2 separate regions of the Canis lupus genome follow, and region 1 is linked to region 2. A link is a contact called in public Hi-C data. All regions are on one chromosome and are shown on one strand. The core of a region is the stretch at or near the end of the contact, and the rest is flanking DNA. Distances in the headings are between cores, read along the strand shown. Region 1 overlaps INPP5D (phosphatidylinositol 3,4,5-trisphosphate 5-phosphatase 1). Region 2 holds the start of INPP5D (phosphatidylinositol 3,4,5-trisphosphate 5-phosphatase 1).

The links. Hi-C and Micro-C count contacts between places; a contact is called where the count stands out from the background.
Region 1: a Hi-C map of blood shows a contact between it and region 2, with 3 times the contacts expected there. The contact joins the enhancer-like site here to the promoter of INPP5D in region 2. A contact is called at or near these places in 2 of 9 Hi-C or Micro-C datasets (both in blood).

Annotation. Positions count from the first base shown.
Region 1 is chr25:44,833,382-44,837,479 of UU_Cfam_GSD_1.0, forward strand. The region is part of intron 2 of INPP5D (phosphatidylinositol 3,4,5-trisphosphate 5-phosphatase 1); the gene reads left to right. Among named protein-coding and RNA genes, the nearest start is that of INPP5D, 38 kb to the left of the region's middle. Within about 2 kb of position 2,505, at least 3 of the 20 cell types and tissues checked have an H3K27ac peak or open chromatin away from gene starts, as enhancers often do. A contact at or near this core is called in blood, where this site is marked.
Region 2 is chr25:44,795,714-44,799,717 of UU_Cfam_GSD_1.0, forward strand. INPP5D (phosphatidylinositol 3,4,5-trisphosphate 5-phosphatase 1) reads left to right here and starts at 1,709. Exons shown (of 27, transcript XM_038574220.1): 1 at 1,709-1,917. The coding sequence starts at 1,784.

The DNA of each region.
Region 1 (4,098 bases), core at 1,255-3,754, 38 kb after region 2:
TCTCAGCACTGAGGTATACATGATGTGTTTTGTCACCTAAAGTCTGCTCAGTCTCATTAAGACATTTAGTCTAGCTGGCGCAGGGACTCACAGGACCAGAGGCCCAGCTACCCGAGTGGGTTTTGAACTAGCCTGAGCAGAAGGTGAGGCAGGTTGTGCACCAAGAGTGTGCTGAGCCCGGAGGAGACGAGGGAGGGAGCAGAGAGGGTGGTAGTGGTCCTCATGGGCAGCCGTCGGGGGGGGGGGGGGGGGGGGGGGGGGGGGGGTGCGGAGAGGAAGCTAAGAGCTTCAAGTCTGATCAGCTCCTCCATAAAGTGAGGGGTGTATGTGCCAGATTCTTTGCTGTTTGTGAAGGGCATGGGTAGAGAGCCTGAGGGAGAGTCCTTGGATCAGCTGTTGAGGGGAGGCTCAAGATGAACAAAGACCAGTTTGGGGGGAGTTGAACATCCTAGGTCTAGATCTTCCAGAAGCTGACCCTGAGCTTAATACCAGCAGTTACTCAAGAAAAGCTCCCAGGAGAAGCTTGTAAGGGGACAGGAGATGCAGGCCTGGGAAGGGTGAAGCCAAGCAAGAGTGCAGCACAGGTCAACTCTCAGATCCAGCCTGATCCTAAGAGGAGCTCTGGAGCCTGAATTACACCTCAGGGTTTGTCCCACATGGAAGCAAAGAGCTAGGCTTTTGCACACACACACTCCAGGCACACGTTGGCACCTTTGGTGGGGTGGGCACAGGGAACCTAGAGCTCCGCAGTCTCTCCTGAATCTCTGTATGAGTGAGGCGGCTCCAGTGCCCGAGGAGAATCAGGTGAGGTTGCAAGCAAAGCACAGGGCCCCCAGAAGAGCAGGGATGGGAGCCATAGAGTGGTGAAGGGATCCTAGGAGAACTGGGCAGGACACCAGCAGTATCCCACGTAAGGACCTAGCTGTGATTTGAAACTATAATTTATATGAATGCTGGTACTTTGTGTAAGCAGCTCCTCCTGCATGCCGTGATGCTTCCCTCTCCTCGCCTGATCAACTGCTGTCCATCCTTGGCACCTCAGCTGAAAATGTTGCTTCTTTGACAAAGAATTCCTGGCCCGCTGAAGTCTCTTTATAAGACCCTCCCAGGGCACTGTCTTCCCCTTACTGCCTCTGTACCTTGGAATTATCTACTTAATTGTTTACTGTATCTCACTTCTTTGCTAGACTGGCCAGGCCCTGGATGGGGCGCATGGGAAGAGACCAGTAAATTTGTGTGGGCTGCCTGCTGGCTCGATGAGCTTCCTGGCTTCCTGGTCTGCTCCAGCCCTGCTCAGATGCAGAAGGTGGTTGGGAGCTGGGCCTGGACAGTGGCTTGCCTGGGCAGGGCCTGCAGCAGTGCACGGCAGGGGTGGGGTGGGGTGGTCCCATGGAGGTAGGAGCTCTGGGGGCCATGGAGGGGTTTAGGCTTGTTGGAAAGATGGTGGGACCCAGAGGGACCCGAAGGCCTCACACAGAGGACAAGCTGGGAGGCCAGAGAGGAGACATAGTGGGAACGAGAGCACAAACTGAAGGCATTTGTTCCCTGTAGCAGATCCTCGTGTTAAAACAAGTTGTGTTTTCTCAGCTTCCTCATGGATAAGTGGAGATAATTCTTGTCATGAAATTGCAGTAAGAGGAAGGCTCTCAGAAAAAGTTCATACTTCCCTTCAAACTTGTATCTGTCAGTGTTTGCTGCATAACAAGCTCAAAAATCTAAGTGGTTCACAACAACAAACATTTCATTTCCTATAGGTCGGCTAGTTGGCTGATGTAGGCTGGGTTCTTCCGGACTCTGCTAGGCTGGGCTGGAATCCACATTTCTGGTCAGGGCCGGGTCTGCTCCTCATGCCTATATTCTTGGCCCACTTTGAAGGGCCACAGGCTCCCTGGAGCATCTCTTCTCATGGCAGATGGCAGGGGTCCAGGAGGGGCAAGCAGACCCCCACATTGTCCATTAAGCCCTGAGCTTAGAACTGGCACATTTGCCCACATTGCGTTGGTCGAAGCAAGTCATGTGGCCAAACCCAACATCATTGGGCAAAGAAGTAAACTCTTCACACTCTAGTGCAAGATGTTGTAAGGTGCCACGATGAGGGGCGTCGCTGTGGAACTCCATAGCAGCGAAGGGCCACTCAGCCACAGCCCTCCTTCCCCGTAGTCTGAAGTCTGGGCTGCTCTTGGTGTGAGGTGTTGGAGAAAGCGTGCAACCTTTCCCGTAGTACCTGCCAATCTCACTGGGATGCTGGGTGCGATGCATAGTTTCTAGCTGTCATCTGTGACCATTGACAAAGGACCCATCCTGCCCCAGGGTCTTCACTGTGGGCATGCGGTCGCCAGATGGGGACTCCACCATCCAAACACCCAAACCGCATGCTGGCAGATAGAGCACTGTCTCGGCCTGACCCCCGGCTCCGACTGTGGTGGCACCAATAGAGACCTCAGACGATGCCTCCAGAGCTGTCATTTCAGTACCAACCAGAGGTGTCAATGTCTCCCTCCTCTAGCCGGCAGCTCCTTTGATGTGAGAGGTTCAAAGCCCTCTCTAAGCTGTTCAAGTCTGTGAGGAGAGCGCGGGGCACCCTCCCACTGCACAGATACCAGAGAGCGAAAGGTAGCGATTTGGGACCTCGTGATCTCAAATCCCAGTGGGGCTCCCAGCTCACAAGTGATAAAGCCAAACAAGCTGTGGAATGCCCCCGGGGTTGACCTGGCATCTGAGGCTTCCCCCGCAGGAGAGTGCGGGAGGCACGGCTGCTGGTTCTGGGGTCGAGGCTGCAGGGCAGCCTGGGAGGAGTTGCCACAGGAGCAGGAACTGGAAGCTGGACAGGGGGAGGTTTGCAAGCCTGGGGAAGGGGCATGGGTTGAGAAATGGAGACGTTGCCTCTGAGCATCGGGGAGGGATGTGGATTTAGAAGTTAAGTGCAGACTGGCAGTGAGCAGAACCCATGCCAAGTCGTTCTGGGAAGTCTGCCCAAAACAAGGCAAGAGAAAAAGCCAAAGAACCCAGCTTCAGGAAGCAGGGACTGGTTAGAACAAGGTAGATGGGAGATCCCAGCCTGCTGGCTGGGAGTAAGATAGAGCACCGCCCCTCCCCCCAACCGGGTCCAGGCCCACCTGACCCGCTGGGCAGCCTGGTGCTCACCAGGGAGCTGGGGGTGAGCGTGGCGGAGCGTGCTGTGAGCGGGGGGCACTGATGGCCTGCTGGCTACAGCTGGTGGGTGGGGCTGGGACGGCTTGGCAGGCCCCACTTTTCTTCCTTTGAGCCTCATGCCTCCTCCCATAGCTGCCACATCATCCCCTTCTGCACATGTGAGACTCTGAACGAGCCTCGTGTCGGCTTTCATGGCTTCTGCGCCCTCAAACATGTGATTTGGGGGACCCTGCCATGGGGCAGGCCAGAGGAGACAGGACGGTGCCCACAGATAACACATGCCAGCCTCCCCACGCCCCCGTCACCGCCCACCGCAGCTCGGAGGGCAGGCCCGCTGCCACCCAGGATACGAGCTTCTCCCGCAAGCCGGGTTTCACACCACCCAACCCACCCACTGAGCCGCTGGAGGCTGAAGTCTGCCGGAGAATCTCCAACCACCTGGTTCCACCCCGAGTTGGCAGCTCCCCGCGTCTGGTATCCTCCCTCCTGTCTAGCTAGAAAGTCCGTGGGTCCCCACCCACCGCCTCCCATCCTCTCTTATCTGGAAGGCTTGGGCGCTGCTCTTCTGACAGTGTCGCTGACCACCCATGCAAGTTGCTTAACCACTCCGAGACGCCGTTTTCTCAACTGTGAAATGGGGCACTGGCACCCACCTGTGACATTACATACACCATAAATTAGATCGCATACCCAGCATACCTGGCCCAGCTCAATTTCTTCCATTTGGGGAGTGGAGTCATCACCTAGGAAGAGCCAGAGAGGTTCTGGGCGACCCCTCCTCAGAGGGACCCTGCCCCTGTCCTGGCTCAGGACGCACAGCGGGGAGCCGTGTTCTTGCCACTTCAAACCTATCTTCTGTCCCTGGGAGTTCTGTGGGGGACTGTTCACTGCTGGAAAACAAGGAGCAGTCCCAGGACCTGGAGAGCCCATGGTCCCCGTCTGCTC
Region 2 (4,004 bases), core at 459-2,958:
ACGTGGTGGAGGGTCTCTAGGGATGAGCTGGTCAAGGTACTAAGGGGCCAGAGTTGCAGATGGATCCTCCTGACGGGCCCCAGAGAGACCAGGGTCTTGGAGGCTGAGACCAATGAGGAGGTTAGCGGAGGTCAGCAGGGAGGCGAGAAGGGTACTAAGTGGGTGACGGGAGCATCCAGCTGGCTTCCGGAAGGCTGGAGTGTGGAGGCCAGCTCTTGTCCCCATCATTTCCCCATGTCTAGCTCAGGGCCGGCCCAGAGGACCCTCACTTCCTACACTTCCTATGTTCTGAGGGTTTGGGAGTTGAGTCACTGGTCCAGTAGGAGGAGCGGGGGAGGGGCAGTGGTCAGGGGAGAGGAAGCACAGGGTGGCTTGGGGAGGTGGGAGTGAGGACTGCGGGGGAGTTCACTGTTTCTGAAACGTCCAGAAGGAACTTCACTTGGAGCCCAGGGGCCACACTCTGGGCCTCAGAATCAGGATGTGCTTGTTCAGAATCACCTGCTGCGTGTGTGTGTGTGTGTGTGTGTGTGTGTGTGTGTCCCAGCAGGTGGGAGGTGCTGCGGGCTCCTCAGCACACGTGAGCTCCCTTAAGGTCTACGTTCTTCAAGGTAGAGAAGAGGAACCCGGGGCTCAGAGAGAGAAGCCTGGTCAGCTCCTGCAGCTCAGATGTAGATGAAGAGCTGTGGGATTCAGATGGAGGCTCACCGAGCTGGGCCTCTGGAGGGAGGTCTCTTGTCAGGTCTTGGGGCGCGAGGCCTGGGTGTGGGATTGGGGGCCACCACCCCTTGTGCAGTAGGTCAGCAGTGCTCCCGTCACCCTGGTGGGCCTGACCCAAGAACTGGGTGCACTCCAAGAGTGGGTATCCTCTTCGGAGCCCTCAGAACCTGCCGGTCCGGGATGGTGGCCCCATGGAGGCAGCTGTCCTTTGAGCCACTGACAAGTGCAGCCACGCCGGGCCTGGTAAGGGCTGCAGCCCTGCTGGCCGCCCCAAACCCGTTGAGACAGAGGACACTGAAGACAACGCTCTTTATCCTCGACCGGGTGGCCAGCCTGTGTCTGGGAAAGACCCAGAGGTGAAAACCCAGCCTGCATTCCCCCTGCGCCATGTCCCTGTCCCCAGCCCTCCACACCCTTCTGGTGTCATGCAGCTGGGCTGCCATGGAGAGCAGGGCTCCTTCACCCACAGGCCCCGGGGTGCAGGGAGGGGGGAGGATGAGTGTAAAGGTGTCATGCCACAGAGGTGTCACCTGGGTCCTCGTCGCCCTGAGCCCTCAGGCGGTGTCACGCAAGGTCTCCCAGCACCCAGGGCTGTGTGGTGCCCCGGAGCCTCTCACATGGGGAGGGGACTGGACTGGACGGTGCCCCCCGCCCCCCAATTTTGCAGGGCTCCGGGGCGGGCGGGCCGTGGCCCAGCGAGAAGCCCAGGGCGAGGGTAGGCCCGACGGAGCGGGGACCAGGGTGGGGGGACCGTGTCGCCGGGCCTCCTGCGCCCCTGTCACCTGCGGGCGTCCTGGGCCACCCCGCCCCCCGCCCCCCGCGCGGCGACGCCCCCGGGAGGCCCGGGGCGGGGTGGGAAGGTGGAGCAGCCTCCCCGCGCTCTCGCAAGGAGGAAGTTCTCGGGGCCGCCGGCTTCCTCTCCCTCGCCGAGCTCCCGAGCAGGAAGTGGCCGGGCGGGCCGGGCTGCAGCGGGCGGCGGGGGGCGCGGCGCGGGGTGCGGCGCGGGGGCCTCGGCTCCCCTCGGAGGCGCGGGCGCGGGGCGCGGGGAGGCCCCCCGAGGCCCGCCATGGTCCCCTGCTGGAACCACGGCAACATCACCCGCTCCAAGGCCGAGGAGCTGCTGTCCAGGACGGGCAAGGACGGGAGCTTCCTCGTGCGCGCCAGCGAGTCCATCTCCAGGGCCTACGCGCTGTGTGTGCTGTAAGTGCCGGGCCCTGGGGGGGGGGGGGGGGGCAGCCTGTCCTGTGTCCTGGGAGGCGTGGACCCCTCTGGCGTGTCCCCCAGATTTGCCCGGGGGTCCGGCCGAGCCCCGCGATGGGCCTGCTGGGCCTCGGAGCTCTCCTGTTCCAGCCCCGGGAGCTCCCCCAGGGCCGCCGAGGCCTGCTCCCCGGTTGGGGCTGCCCCCCGGGATCGGTGGGGCCAGGGGCCAGGAGGAGGCGGCCCTCCAGGGCAGAAGCTCGGGGCTCCCATTGGTCAGCTCAGGTGCGGGACAAGGATGCCCAGCTTGGAAACCCTCCTGGGAGAACAGATGTGGCAAGAGCGGACACTTCCAGAGCCGTAGGCGAGGGCTTTTTGGAAGCCCTCATTCAGGGAGCCAGGATATGGGGTGTGTTCGCTCAAGAAAGAGCTCTCTGTTCACCCAGAAGTTGCACTGCGGGCCCTGAGAGCAGAGAAAGTGACCATCACCTACAGGGACAGCTTCTTCTCTCCCCACCTCAGCACTGCGTGGCGTCCCCCACCCATGGTGGCCTCTCTGCCACCATCAACCCTCCACCGCCCTCCCAGCTCTGGGATATTGCTCAATGCCCCAGTTGTCTTAACAACCGGGGAACCAGCCACTTGCTGAAGGCTCTTTTTTAAAACAGACTTCTTGACCTTGTCTGAAGAAGGCCGTCACCCTGCAGGCCTGCTGTCTAACAGGGCAGTGCCAGGGCACAGCGGGGGACAGGTTGTCCCCCTGCATCTCCCAGGTAGCATCCGTAGACTTGCAGAAAGTTCCCTCGGACCAGGCAAGAGGGGAAGTAGGTCACGGAACACGGACCTGTCTTGAGCATTGAGTGTAGGCGTTGGTCTTGGTGTTATCCCATTTCATCCTCGCGGCAACCTGAACTACAGGTCCCGTATCACTCCCCATTGCAGATGAGGAAACTGAGGCTCAGATAGGTTACAAGACCAACGGTTGTTGAAGCCAGGGCCACCTGCCCAGAGGCTGCACCCAGACAACCAGACTCTTGCCACCCGCTCCTAACCATGGCAAGCCAAGTGTGAGCAGGGGGACAGCAGGAGAAGACAGGGTGCTAACAAGGACACAGCTGGCCAACGGGCCCGAGCACTGACTGCACCAGAGACCCCCCCTCCCGAGGCCAGCTTCCCTCACTCCCCCATTCTCACACTCCAGGGAAGGGACCCAGGACTTCCCCACAAGCGCTGCCCCCATGGGCACCCGCCAACTGGGTCTTAAAAGGATGGGAAGACTCTAAACTGACTCCACTGGGCCTACAGGGATGTCTCTCCTGCCTCCCTGGACCCGAGTGGAAGGCCGATGCTGTTGGGTGTTGGCTGTGTGCTAGGCCTCTGCGGAGAGCTTCCAGGGCCATAGTTCACTAACCCCTACAGTGGCCCTTTGGTCAGGGAGTGTGGGTTGTGTGCAGGTTACAGACGCAGTCTCTGACTCCACACTGGCAGCACACTGGCAAGCCAGAGCCCGGACAGGGCCTGGAGGCCCTTGGGAACCTGTGCTCCCACGACCCCTGCCTGCGGGTGGGGGAAAGCGCCTGGAGAGGGCCAGGCCTCTGGCTGGTGGCAGGCTGGGGTCCAGGCCTGGTTTCCCGTATCCCTTCCTCCACCTCTCCTGCCCTCCCCTTGTCTGCACCGAATTACTGTCAGAGCTGCAGCAGGTGTACAGGGTCCGCCTCTCAGGACAGGTGCCCGTGATGCCCACAGGTGTCCTCTCTCCTCTTAGCCGAGGCCTGGATGCCTTATCAGTCTCCTGTCCTCAAAGCCCTTTTAGGTCTAGGCCCCAGGGCTTGGATTCCTCCCTGGGGGCCCTGCTCTCTGGCCATGCCCAGGGCTCTCTTTTCCGCTCTGTTCTTTGAGGGAAGCCACCCTTCTTCCTGCAGGGTCAGAAGCCACCAAACTTTTCCCAAACCAGGGACACATCATCCCTTCACCATCTTGAATTTTGCCAATTAAGGAGATTTAAGAATGAAAAACCTGAATAACATCTAACTGCCACCTTCCAAAGGCTTATTTTGTGGGAGAAAGCATCCTTGAACATCAAAAAAGCA